Linked DNA regions of Callithrix jacchus: region 2 is linked to region 1. The links are chromatin contacts, called in public Hi-C maps. All regions are on one chromosome and are shown on one strand. The core of a region is the stretch at or near the end of the contact, and the rest is flanking DNA. Distances in the headings are between cores, read along the strand shown. Region 1 has its middle 11 kb from the start of HMOX1. Region 2 holds the start of MB (myoglobin).

Region 1 (6,854 bases), core at 2,465-4,964:
TCAGCCTCCCAGGTACCTGGGATTATAGGCACCCACCATCACGCCCAGCTAATTTTTTGTGTTTTTAGTAGAAACAGGGTTTCTCCACATTGGTCAGGTGATCTACTGACCTCGGGTGATCCATCTGCCTCAGCTTCCCAAAATGCTGGGATTACAGGTGTGAGCCACCACACCCAGTACCAAAAATTGAAAAAAAAAATTGTTTTGGAGTTGGAGTCTTGCTCTGCTGCCCAGGCTGAAGTGCAGTGGCGTGATCTTGGCTCACTGCAACCTCTGCCTCCTGGGTTCAAGGGATTCTCCTGCCTCAGCCTCCTGAGTAGCTGGGACTGCAGGTGCCTGCTACCACACCCGGCTAATTTTTGTATTTTTAGTAGAGATGGGGTTTCACCATGTTGGCCAGGATGGTCTCAATCTCTTGGCCTGTGATCTGCCCACCTCAGCCTCCCAAAGTCCTGGGATTACAGCTAAAAAGTGGGAGAACTGGAGCCCAGCCTAAGCTGGCTGCCCTCAGAGTCCAGGAGTTTGTCCAGTACACTGGGCTGTCCCATCGATGGTGGCCATAATTATTATTTCTTTCTGGTTTTAATTTTTTTTTTTTTGAGACAGAGTTTCACTCTTGTTGCCCAGATTGGACAGCAGTGGTGCCATCTCGGCTCACTGCAACCTCTGCCTCTTGGATTCAATCAATTCTCCTGCCTCAGCCTCCTGAGTAGCTGGGATTACAGGCATTTTACCCAATACCTGGCTAATTTTGTATTTTTAGTAGAGATGGGGTTTCACCATGTTGGTCAGGCAGGTCTCGAACTGACCTCAGGTGATTCATCTGTCTCAGACTCCCAAAGTGCTAGGATTATAGACGTGAGCCACCACCTCCGGCCTAAATTTTTATATTTATGGATTTAGGAGGTACAAGTGTGTTTTTGTTACATGGATATAGTGCCTGGGCTTTCAGTTTAACAATTACCCAAATAACATATATGGTACCCAGTAGGTAATTTCTCATCCCTCAATCCCCTCCCATCCGATTATTATTAATATTTTTGAGAAAGGGGTCTTGCTGTATTTGCCCAGGCTGGTCTCCAACTCCTGACCTCAAACAATCCTCCTGCCTCAGCCTCCCAAGAAGTAGCTGGGATTTCAGGCATGAGCCACCATGCCCAGCTGTGGTTTCTGATTTTTCAGCAAAAGTTAGTCCTCCCCTTGAAAAGAGAAGGTCATGAGTTCGAGACCAGCCTGATAAACATAGAGAAACCTAATCTCTACTAAAAATACAATAAACAGAAAATAGCTGAACACATATTGTGCACCACACAGTGAGTACACCAAGTTCCTACACCCCTGGCACTGGAAAACTGGGACTGTCATTTCCATTTTCCTGATAAAGAAGTGGAGACTGCAGAGTGAAGAGGTCACAGCATGGGTAAAGTAGAGTACAGTAACCAGCTCTGTCTGATGCCAAAGGCCAGGGGTTTTCCACCACACCCCCAGGCCATCTTCCCAGGGGATGCCGCCTCCCCAGAAGGCCAGGGCACATTCTGGAATTTCCTCAGAGAGGACCTTGGACCCCTGGACCTTGGACCCTCACAGAGATCCTTTCTCAGAGCTGCCTGCCAGGGACCCCCTAAGAACTAAATATTTCCCAGCATTTGACAGGTGACACAGTGGGTCCATAGACACTCTCACAGGTGGCTCTCTTGATGGTCAAAAGCCAGTTTTTTGGAGGCCAAGGTGGGCGGATCACCTGAGGTTGGGAGTTCAAGACCAGCCTGACCAACATGGTGAAACCCCGTCTTAAAAAAACAAAATAAACAAAAAAAAAAGCCAGTTTTGGGGTTTGTTTGTTTGTTTTTAATAGAGATGGGGTTTCACCATGTTGGCCAGGATGGTCTTGCGCTCCTGACCTCGTGATCCACCTGCCTTGGCCTCCCAAAGTGCTGGGATTACAATTGTGAGCCACCGTGCCTGGCCTAACTTTTTGTTTTTTAGAGACAAAGTCTCACTCTGTAACCCAGGCTGGAGTTCAGTGACATGATCATAGCCCATCATAACCTCCAATTCCTGGCCTTAAGGGATCCTCCCATCTCAGCCTCCCAAGTATCTGGGACTACAGCGGCATGCCACCTCACCCACCTAATTTTTAATATTTTTTTGTAGAGACAGGGGTCTCACTTTGTCACTCAGGCTGTCTCAAACTCCTGGCTTAAGTGGTCCTCCTACCTGGACCTCCCAAAAGTGCTGGAATTACTGACATGAGACACTGTACCCTGCTATAATTTTTTTAGTTCTAAGAAATATACTAGCAGGGTGCGGTGGCTCGTGCCTGTAATCTCAACACTTTGGGAGGCTGAAGTGGGTGGATCACCTGAGGTCGGAAGTTCAAGACCAGCCTGACCAACATGGAGAAATCCCGTCTCTACTAAAAATACAAAATTAGCCAGGCATAGTGGTGCATGTCTGTAGTCCCAGCTACTGGAGAGGCTGAGGCAGGAGAATCACTTGAACCTGGGAGGCAGAGGTTGCAGTGAGCCGAGATTGCGCCATTGCTCTCCAGCCTGGGCAGCAAGAGTGAAACTTAGTCTCAGGAAAAAAAAAAAAAGGAATACACTAAAATGTTAATAGTGGTTGTACAAGTTGGAATTATAGAGTTAAATGTTGTACAATAGCCATGCATTATTTTCATACCTGGTAAATAAAGAATACAGTATTTTTAAATTTATTTAAATGTCAAGGATGGGCTGGCATGGTGGCTCACACCTGGAATCCAGCATTTTGTAAGGCAAGGCAGGCAGATCGCTTGAGCTCAAGAGTTTGAGATCAGCCTGGACAACATGCCGAGATCCTGTCTCCATCAGAAACACAAAAAATGAACCAGGTGGACATGGTGGCACAGACTTGTGATCATAGCTAGTTGGGAGGCTAAGGTGTGAGGATTGCTTGAGGCCGGGTGATGGAGTCTGCAGTGAGCCGAGATCGTGCCACTGCACTCTAGCCTGAGTAACAGGGTGAGATCCAGTCTAAAAAAAAAAAAGAAAAGAAAAGAAAAGAAAAAAGGCAAGGATGATGATGATAACAGACCCAGGGAATATCATTAAGTGAACGAGAAATTATCTTTATTCCTCACTTTTAAGATGGGGAAACTAAGGCCTCAGGAAGATAACCAAGTGTTTGCTGAATTGGGCTGAAGGAGATCTCCAATCACTAAATAGCAACCACCACCTTCCCAGGAGGCTATCCAAGCTCCCACAATGGGCCAGACACCGGGGCTCATGACTGTAATTGCAGCACTTTGGGAGGCCGAGGCGGGTGGATCACCTGGGGTCAGGAGTGTGAGACCAACCTGGCCAACATGATGAAACCACACACACACACACACACAAATTAACCGGGTGTGGTGGCGCCTGTAATCCCAGCTACTCGAGAGGCTGAGGCAGGAAAATTGCTTGAACCTGGGAGGCGGAGGTTGCAGTGAGCCGAAATCGCACCACTGCATTCTAGCCTGGGCGACAGAGCAAGACTCCTCAAAAAAAAAAAGGGGGGGGGGGGAACAGTAAGTTCCTACGGTGCTGCTGAGCTTGTGATTGGCAGAGGCATTCGTTATTCGTTCAAGGTTTTTTGTTAAGGGACCCGGTATCTACTACTAGGCAGTTCTCACCTTTGGGGCTCACTTAAGCCTCCCAGCAATCCTGCTGTTAACCAGTCTTTAGAGCTTAGAGAGGGGAAGAGGCAGGGGCCAGGTCCGAAAGAAAGGCACACTGTCTCCATTACACCGAAAGCCTGGGGCACACATCCCCCCCAACCCCCCTCCCCCGCGCTCAGCCAGCCTGGCGCCGCTGGCCCCTGCTGAGTAATCTTTTCTTAAGCCAAGTGGCTCTGTTTTTCCTGCTGAGTCACGGTCCCGAGGTCTATTTTCGCTGAGTCACCGCCCCGATCTGTTTTCGCTGAGTCACGGTCTCAAGGTCTATTTTCGCTGAGTCACGGTCTGGAGATCTGTTTTCGTTGAGTTCCAGCTGCTCCAGGTTTAATCCCTTGGGGTAAAGTCCGGAACGTCAGGGTGGAGTCTGGAGTCGGGATGTGCCTGGGCGAGCAAGTCCACGGCCTCGTCTGGGGCCTGAATCCTAGGGAAGCCGCAGCAGCTCCTCCACTCTTCCTCTCACTCGTCCTCTAGCCTCTTGCCACTCCCCGCACCCCTGTTTTAGGGAACTTCTATCTCCTGACGGCTTGCCGCAGGCCAGGCGCTGAACTGGGGCCTTCACACTTTAAATGGCGGTTGGGCGGGGCGCAGGGGCGCCGCAACCTAAATGTGGGAGCTACTTAAATGAAGGAGCATCTGTAAATTAGCTGGCCTGTCATCTTCAAAAACTTCAAAGGCTGAGGATGCCAAAGAGGCAGTATAATTAAATGCAATGCACGCTCTTGGGCTGGAGCCTGGTCTAGTAAAACGGCTAAAGAGGAAGTTATTGGGGCAATAGGGGACACTTGAATGTAAGCTTTATATTGAAGAAGTTCAGGACATGCAACCCAAAATATGCAACTTTGGATTAAGGAGCATTATTATTTTGAAATAGGGTCTCACTCTGTCACCCAAGCTGTAGTGCAGAGGCACCATCTCGGTTCACTGCAACCTCCACCTCCTGGGTTCAAGGGATTCTCGTGCCTCAGCCTCCCGAGTAGCTGGGATTACTCATTGATTAAGGATTACTTTGAGCTGGTCAGGTGTCGTGGTGCATGCCTGTAGTCCCAGCACTTTGGGACACCAACATGGGGGTATTGCTTGAGCTCAGGAGTCCAGACCAGCTTGGGCAACATGATGAAACTTTATCTCTACAAAAAATAGAAAATACAAAAATTTTTCCAGGCATGGTGGTGCGTGGCTGTAGTCTCAGCTACTTAGGGAGGCTGAGGCAGGAGGATTGCTTGAGCCCAGAAGGTTGAGGTTGCAGGCCACTGCACTCCAGCCTGGGCAGTGGAGTGAGACTGTCTCAAAAAAAGAAAAAATTATTTTGAGGTAAAGCCCCTTAAAAAACCAAACCAAACCAAAGAGGTGTAAGGTTGCTCTGGGCCATCCACAGTGGCTCAGGCCTGTGATCCCAGCATTTTGGGAGGCCCAGGTGGGCAGATCACCTGAGGTCAAAGTTCGACACCAGCTTGACCAACATGGAGAAACCCTGTCTCTCCTAAAAATACAAAGTTAGCCGGGTGTGGTGGCGTATGCCTATAATCCCAGTTACTCAGGAGGCTAAGGCAGGAGAATCGCTTGAATCCAGGAGGCAGAAGTTGCAGGGGTGAGCCGAGATCATGCCACTGCACTCCAACCTGGGCAACAGCAATATTCCATCTCAAAAAAAAAAAAAAAAAAAGTTGCTCTGACCTTCTTTTTTTCTTCCTGAAGGCAGGAGATGAAATTCCACATGGAAGACTTTTCTCTATATGAGGAGAAAATTAGCATTCTTCTCATTCATGGCAGGAAGTTGAAGCCAAGAGAAATCTGTACAAACAAACCTTGTTAAAGCCAGATCTTCCCAGTCTCTTTACCCAGTTAACTACCTTAGCCCACACCCACGCGCCTTTACCTTGTCACGTTTTCACAGTTTACTACTCTGTGTCCAAATCAGCATGTAAGTGTTTGGCTCTGTTTCCTTGAGTCTTCTTTTCCTTAGGAGGGCTCACATGTTACATAAATGCACGTTAAATAAATGTATATGCTTTTCTCCTACTAATCTGTCTCATGTCAGTTTCATTCTCAGGCCCAGGTGAAAATTCTAAAAGGGTAGGGGTAAAATTTTGCCTCCTTTACAATATAATGAATTTGTATGAAAGTCGAATTTCCTGATTCTTATAATCATATGGCAGGGGCTGCCCTCCAGATATAATACATGCTAAATAATTTGCGGGTAGATGGGCATGGTGGCTCCTGTAATCCCAGCACTCTGAGAGACCAAGGCAGGAGGACAGCCCCTGACATCAGGAGTTGGAGACCAGCCTGGGCAAACTAGCAAGACCTCAATTCTACTAACAATAAAAAAAATTATCCAGGTGTGGTGGCATGAGCCTATAGTCCCAGATACTCAGGAGATGGAGGCAGAAGGATATATATGTGTGTGTGTGCATATATATATCTGTTCATATATATTCAAAAATATATATGCATATATATGAAGAGAGAATATGATGAAGAAAACGTGACAAAATGCTAACAAATGGTGAATCTAGATGAAGGTATTCCGAAATTCTCTGTGCCATTCTTTTCTGGACATTTGAAATTATTTCAGAGAAGTTTACTTTTTGAGAAAAAGGTAAATATGGGCCAAGCACAGTGGCTTATGCCTGTAATCACAGCACTTGGGGAGGCCAAGGCAGGTGGATCACCTAAGGTCAGGAGTTCGAGACCAGCCTGGCCAATATGGTGAAACCCTGTCTCTACTAAAAATACAAAATTAGCCTGGCATGGTGGCACAAGCCTGTAATCCCAGCTACTCAGGAGGCTGAGGCAGGAGAATTACTTGAACCCAGGAGGCAGAGATTGCAGTGAGCCGAGATCGTGCCACTGCACTCTAGCCTGGGCAACAAGAGCAAAACTCCGTCTCAAAAACAAACAAACAAAAAATATGAAGAACCTGAGATTCAAACCTCCTGACTGAATTCAAGGTTTGTTGAATGTTAGTAACCCCTGCCCTGCTGCAGAACCATCCAGAAATTTCTAGACAGGAAAAAGACTCTGGCTGAATCATTAAAGGGGAAGTGGAGGCCTCTCTGACCAACATAATGGCTATCATTTACTGCGTGCCTCCTCTGCCAAGCCTCACTGTAAGCTTTTTTTTTTTTTTTTTTGAGACGGAGTCTTGCTTTGTCACCCA
Region 2 (6,622 bases), core at 4,013-6,512, 230 kb after region 1:
ATTGCTTCCTCCTTTCCTTTCTTTGTGTGGGTTCCTGTGGCATGGCTTCCCAAGGGGCGTCCTATTTCCTGGTTTTCATGCCAGCTTCTCTATTAGGATAACAGCAGCCAGCACTCACGGAGACTTTGCTGGGTGCCAGGCCCTGTCCCAAACACTTGGCATTTGGTAACTCATTCAATCCCCCCAAGACCTCCCTATGTGATAGGTACTGACATTATCTCCATTAATTGAGAGGAAGTAGAGAAACATCACAGATGCACAGCTAGTTGCTGGCAGAGCTGGGATTTGAACCCTGGAAGCCAGTCTCCCTCATTTTATTTCAGGAGCTCCATTTTCTTCATCCCTGTAGCTCTTGGGCCTCACATAGTGCTCTGTGCCAAGTTTGAACTGAATAAATGTTTGTTGAGTAAACAGGTGGATGGTCTTGCAAAGAAAGTGAGTGGAGGATGATTAGTCTTATCTTCCATCCATCCCTCCTTCCATCCATCCACTTATTCATCCATCTATCCATTCATCCATTCATCCATCCAGCATCTTTGTCTATTCATCCGTTCACTCATCTATCCATCCACTCACCCATTCATCACCACCAATCCCTCCATTTACCCATCTGTTCCTCTATCCACCCATCCATCTATCCTCCACCCATCCATCCATCAGCTCATCAGTCCACCCATCCCCTCATTCATCCATTTATTATCACTCTCTCCTTCCATCTATCCATCCACCATCCACCAATCCCTCCACCTATCCATCTATCTGTTCATCCATCCATCCATCATCCATCCATGCATCCATCAACTCACTCATCCACCCATCCTCCCTCCATCCATCCATCCACCCATCCCCTCATTCATCCATTTATTATCCCTCCATTCATCTCTCCCTCCCTTCATCTATCTACCCATCATCCCTCCCTCCCTCCATCTATCCTTCTATCTGTTCCTCCATCTCTCACTCCCTCCATCCATCCATCCACCCATCTCCTCATTCATCCACTCATTATCCCTCCATTCATCTTCCCTCCCTCCATCATCTATCTATTCATTTATCCATTCATAATCCACCTATCCCTCCATCTATCCATCTGTTCATGCATCCATCCATCCATCCGCCCATCCCCTCATTCATCCATTTATGATCCCTCCATTCATCATCTCTCCCTCCATTCATCTATCTATCCATCATCCATCCATCCCTCCATCTATCCATCTATTTGTTCCTCCATCTCTCACTCCCTCCATCCTCCCTGCATCCATCCATCCACCCATCCCCTCATTCATCCACTCATTATCCCTCCATTCATCATCCCTCCCTCCATTCATCTATCTATTCATTTATCCATTCATAATCCACCTATCCCTCCATCTATCCATCTGTTCATCCATCCATCCATCCGCCCATCTCACAAACAGTGATAGACCACGTACTGTGTGTCAGACTCTGCTACATGCTGAGGACAAAATCAAATCAAACACATTCCTGCGTCCAAGACACTCAGAGTCTCTTTAGGGAGATAACTAAGAGGGATGAAAATACGGTACAGTTTATTGAGTGCTATGTTCGAGGTAGTCACAGGCCCTTCCTTCCATCTGCACAGGACTTTACAAAGCTCGTCCCTGGCAAGATTACATCTAGTTTTTACAACACCTCTAGGAAGCTGTGAGCACCACCCCACTTTATAGCTGTGGGAAGCGAGATTCAGAAAGGAGAAGCCAGTGTTTGGCCCGTCCCGGGTCTGCACTGGATGTGTGAGGAACGACTACCCCAGCTACACAGCTTTTTAAAGGTAACTGCCCTGCCCCACCCCTGCTGAGGTGCAGGTGTAGCCAGTCAAGTTCTGGGGCACTCGATTCTCCCCCAGACCTGCTGCCAGTCACAACCAAGCTGAGAAAGCCGACGTCAGGAGCCACTGACTTCCTGAATAGTCAACGTCTGCTAGCCAGGAGAACGTGAACAGGGATGTCTAGTAAGAATCGGACAGGTAGGAAATGTAGCTAGAAAAAGAGTCAGATTCAAAGAACCCCCAAACTTAGAGCTCCCCTGTGCAACTCCGTCAGAATGCCCTCTGTGTGAGTCTCTGAAGCCTGGCCCGTGACGTTGCTAGGATCGCCATGAGCCTCCACTCCCTGTAGGAGCCCTGTGTCTCTTTTCAACGAGTCCTGTGTACTGAGGCAGCTGACTCCTAATGACCAAAAGGGTCAGAGGCACTGGCTGCACATCTGGTGTCCCCTTCCCTGGTGACCATTCCAGAAGCCAACCCGGAATGCTAGGCCAGCCGACCCCCGAGGGCCCATCTCTTTAGCAGTGGAAGAAGCAGTAACAAAATGAGTAGTAGCTAAAAATGCCATGGTGGTGTCAACGGGGCTCTCATTCATTCATTCAGCCATTCATCTGTTTGTTCCTTTGTTCATTCATTCAGGCAACAGCCGAGTACTGAGGCCCCAGTCTGCCAGGCCCAGCCTCAGAAGGAAAGGCAACTTTGAGAGTGCCTGCCCCGGTCTCAGACCCTCAGAAGCTTTGACTCTTACTGCTGGTCACTCGCTGGGGGTGAGCCCAGGATGTGAGAGGGGAGGGCCGAAAGAAGGTGATGACACTGAGCTGTGCCACGCCTGACCCAGGGCCGCCTGCCCTGTGCACTGGGGAAGGCAGGGGGGACACATTCGAGACTCCTGGTGATTGAGTTGCAGGGTGCGGTTTTCAAATGCCCCGTGCCCTCCTGCGAGTCTCAGAACATCCCGAATGACTACTCGAATCCCAGCTCTTCTCCTATCTCTGGCCTCCTGAGTTGTCTGGGGACAGCCTGAGTGTTTAAAATCTCATCAACCCGTTACTGACGCTGAAGTGTTTAACATGAAGCTATCATCCGCTTGGCAGGCGCTCCCATGAACCAGCGTGCTCATGGAAACCTGTAGCTTTGAAGTCGATGGACCTTTTAAGTTTTACCATTTAAGCTAATGGGAAGGCACCGACATCTGTTTGTACTTACACATCTCTACAACAGAACAGCGTTACCTCGCAGTTGCCATGGCTACCTGGAGCCACCAGCTCTGTTTGGGGGCCATTATTATCCCCGTGGCAGCCTTCATTATGGCCGGGGCAGAGAAGCCGCAGGCGCATTATAGGAAAACCAGGCTGCCTTTGTGTGCAAAACTTTCTGCAGCCGTACACACTCATGCTGCACACACACACGCGCACACACACACATGCAGGGCACGTTAGTCTGACGGCCAGTGGGGAAAACTGGATCCCAACAAGTCAGGCCTCCTCTTTTTCCATTTCCTATCTCAGAATCCTTTGAATCCAAAACTGAGGCTCGCAGAATCATCCTCTGTGCTCCCAGTTCTGGACTCCCGAGATCCCAGAACTAAAATTCTAGAGTGTCAAAATCTTCAGCTTTTGGCCACCCGAGAAACTGGGATTCTAGATTCTAGACTCATAGAGAGCTAGAGGCAGAGAAGTCTAGAATTACAGGGCTGTAGCATCTTGTGGCTAAAAGAGGCCTTCCACGGTATTTTGTCCAATATCCCACTGAATGTAGTTTTCCCTGCAGATAATTGTCTGGCATCTGCTTGAATACTCCTGGGAATGGTGAGCTCACTACCTAAAGCTTCAAAAATTCTTTTTCATGTCGAACCAAAAGATGCCTCCACGTCACCGTCACTCCCTCGTGGTGGCTCCGCTGGCTCCTTGGGAATAGAGAGGCCCAGCTGAGTCTGTCTCACAAGAGAAGCAGCAGGCTCATCTAAGCCCTTTCTTGTCCAGACTGAACATCCCAAGACTTTCACTGAGCAAGGTGAGGCGGGGGCATCAGGCTGGTGGAGAAAGACAGGCTCTGAGATCTTCAGTCTCCAGCCACTGTCACCTCTAGTCACATGCACACAAAGAGAACGCTGTAGTGAGGGGCGTCCAGCACCCACCTGCACAGGTCTGAGCCCCCCAGGCAGCTGTGCACCTGGCTCCTCTATTTTTATGGTTAGAAAACCCAATCTAGGTGACCTGGGAATTTGCTAGCCCTTGGACAGGTGACAATTCCCCTCTGTAAATCTGGGATTAAGACTCCACCGGGGAAGAGCTAAGATGTGGCAAGAAGGAGTACTCTGGCTCCTCAAAGCCGGGAGTCCCCGAGGTCTCCGCCACTCCCTTCCTCCTCCTTCTGGGAACCAGCTTTTGCAGGCCAGGCTGGGCAGCGCCTCCCTCCTGCCAGCAGGCCCTCCCACCCCACTCCCAGCTTAGCTTGTGCTCCCTGGCAGAGTCTACCCTCCTGGACCAGCGCCAGGCCAGGACTCAGAGCAGAGCTGGGGCCTGAGGGTTGCAGGACCTGCTCAAGACCCTCGATGGGCCAGCAGGACCCCCACGCTTGCTCCAGACCCCAGAACCACCCCCCCCAGGCTGCTCCTCTCCAGCCCCTTAGGTCCATCATACTGACCACAGCTTCCCTTCTCTCCCCAGCTGTCCTCACAGAGCCTCCAGCCAAGCGGCCAGGACTGGGGGTGGGGAGAGGTGTCTTATAGCAGCCGGGGAGAGGCGCAGGGAGCTAAAAATACAGTTTACATGGCAAGGCTCCTCCTCTCCCTGCAGGCCCAGAGGGGCTTATTGGAGGAGGGCTGGCAAGAACGCAGTATCCTAATCCCCCAGTCAACAGATGTGGCCCGGGACACCGGCCTGCCTCGTCCCTTCACCCTGCCCGGCCTTGGAGGCTCAGAGTGGCTCCTCCAGCCCCACCATCCACCTGTCATCTGGACAGAGCCCAGTCCCACCTCCAGCCACCCAACCCCATGCTCACCCGTCCTCCCCTTTCTTCAAGGCTCGTTCCATAGGAACAGCTTTCCAGCTGGGACTCCCCCCGACCCCACTCCACCCGCTTCCTGGCAGATGTGCCTCTTCCCCACTCCGGCTCCAGCACTGGTGCAGCCTCTCATCTCTCTTGCTTTGGGGTGCACCCGTCTGGACTGGCTTCTTTCCATTTCTACCCTGTGAGGACCTCAGAAGCAGGAATATCAAAACCACACACTCGTATTGTACTTACTGCACGCCAGGGGTAGCGCTCCTCCCAGCGGCCCTTTCTTCTGCAGGAGACAGTTTTACAAGCCTCACTTTACACTTGAGGCCCAGAGAGGTTAAGTAACTTGCCCAAAGTCACACAGCTACTAAATGCCAAGCCCAAGATTGGAACCCAGGCAGTCTGCCTTCAGAGTCTCTGCTTCATGGCTAAGAACTGGTCTAATGTGGGGTTCTTCCCCTTCACTCTCTCACCTGCTCTACAGCACCTAGCAAAGGACCAGGCCAACAAGCTCTTGGATTGTTTATTTTTGTACTGAGTCCATTTAGGGTCTTGGCTTGCTGGAAGCAAAGGCAAAGACAGCCGGTGACCTTGCCCCAGGGGCTGACAATGGGGGCCCTACTGCCATCTAGTGGCAACAAGGAGAAAAGCCTGCACCATCTGTGCTCTCCGTTTCTCAGTCTCTCTTCCCAGCCAGCTGGGAGGGGGTTTTTTTCTGTCTCTATTCATGGCACCTTGCCTAGAAGACCATGGATGGCTTGCCAGATTATCAGAAGACGAATCATGATCTTTTAATATTGTGATCCAGGACAAGTGGCATAACTTTCAAAGGACTATGCATTTTTTGTCTGTAAATGAAATTTTGGAAATAATAACCTACCTCAAATGTCACTGTGAGGACTAAAAATAGGAGCACTGGCCAGGCACGGTGGCTCATGCCTGTAATTCCAGCACTTTGGGAGGCCAAGGAGGGAGAATCACTCAAGGTTAGAAGTTCGAGGCCAGCCTGGCCAACATGGTGAAACCCTGACTCTACTAAAAATACAAAATTAGTGAGGTGTGGTGGTGCATGCCTGTAGTCTCAGCTACTTGGGAGACTGAGACTGGAGAATTGCTGGAACCCAGGAAGCAGAGGTTGCATTGAGCCAAGATCACACCTCTGCACTCCACCAACCTGGGTGACAGAGTGAGACTCTGTCTCAAAATAATAATAATAATAAATAAAATTAAGAAAAAGGAGCACTGAGTGTGGTGGATACTCAGTGGTAAAAAAAAAAAAAAAAGAAAAAGAAACTTCAGTTAAGTTATAGTTGAGAAGGCAGCGCCCAGGCCTGCTAGGTGAAGGCCTTTGAGGGATGAATAGGAGTTTGTGCATAGATGATGGTTGGGCTGCACGTGAATGTATGAGGGAGCGTTCTGCAGAGTGGTCTAAGCAGAGGCATCAAACAGTGCTGCAAAGCCTGCTGGAGATGCGTGGGGCAATGGGAGCCATGGGAGGTGACACGTACTTGGGAAGAATCTTAGGTGCCAGGCTCAGGTGATGCCTGAGCAGAGTTTTGAAGGATCAATAGGAGTTTGTTAGGAGCAAAGTGAGGAAGAGATATTCCAAGCACAAGGACCAAGGCAAGGACTTAGGAGCTGAGAATGGACAGCCGCGTTCCATAGCACTCATGCTTACCTGGTGTGTGCCAGGCTCTGCGCTGGGCCCTGGGGGACCAAGGTGACACTACATGGCCTCTCAGCTTTGAGAGGCAGTAGCAGGAAGGGACGTGTGACCTAATGTTGTCAGCACTTTCTGATCAGGGCAGTAATAGGAGCCATTCAGTATAGGGCTAAAGG

The links. A called contact is a pair of places that touch in the nucleus more often than the background predicts.
Region 2: a contact with region 1 is called in a Hi-C map of skeletal muscle, with 4 times the contacts expected there. The contact joins the promoter of MB here to the enhancer-like site in region 1. A contact is called at or near these places in 2 of 3 Hi-C or Micro-C datasets (induced pluripotent stem cells and skeletal muscle).

The regions. Positions count from the first base shown.
Region 1 is chr1:206,224,632-206,231,485 of calJac240_pri, forward strand. No RefSeq gene overlaps it. Among named protein-coding and RNA genes, the nearest start is that of HMOX1, 11 kb to the right of the region's middle. Within about 2 kb of position 3,715, at least 6 of the 16 cell types and tissues checked have an H3K27ac peak or open chromatin away from gene starts, as enhancers often do. A contact at or near this core is called in skeletal muscle, where this site is marked.
Region 2 is chr1:206,456,852-206,463,473 of calJac240_pri, forward strand. MB (myoglobin) reads right to left here and starts at 5,263. Exons shown (of 4, transcript XM_054240720.2): 1 at 5,030-5,263.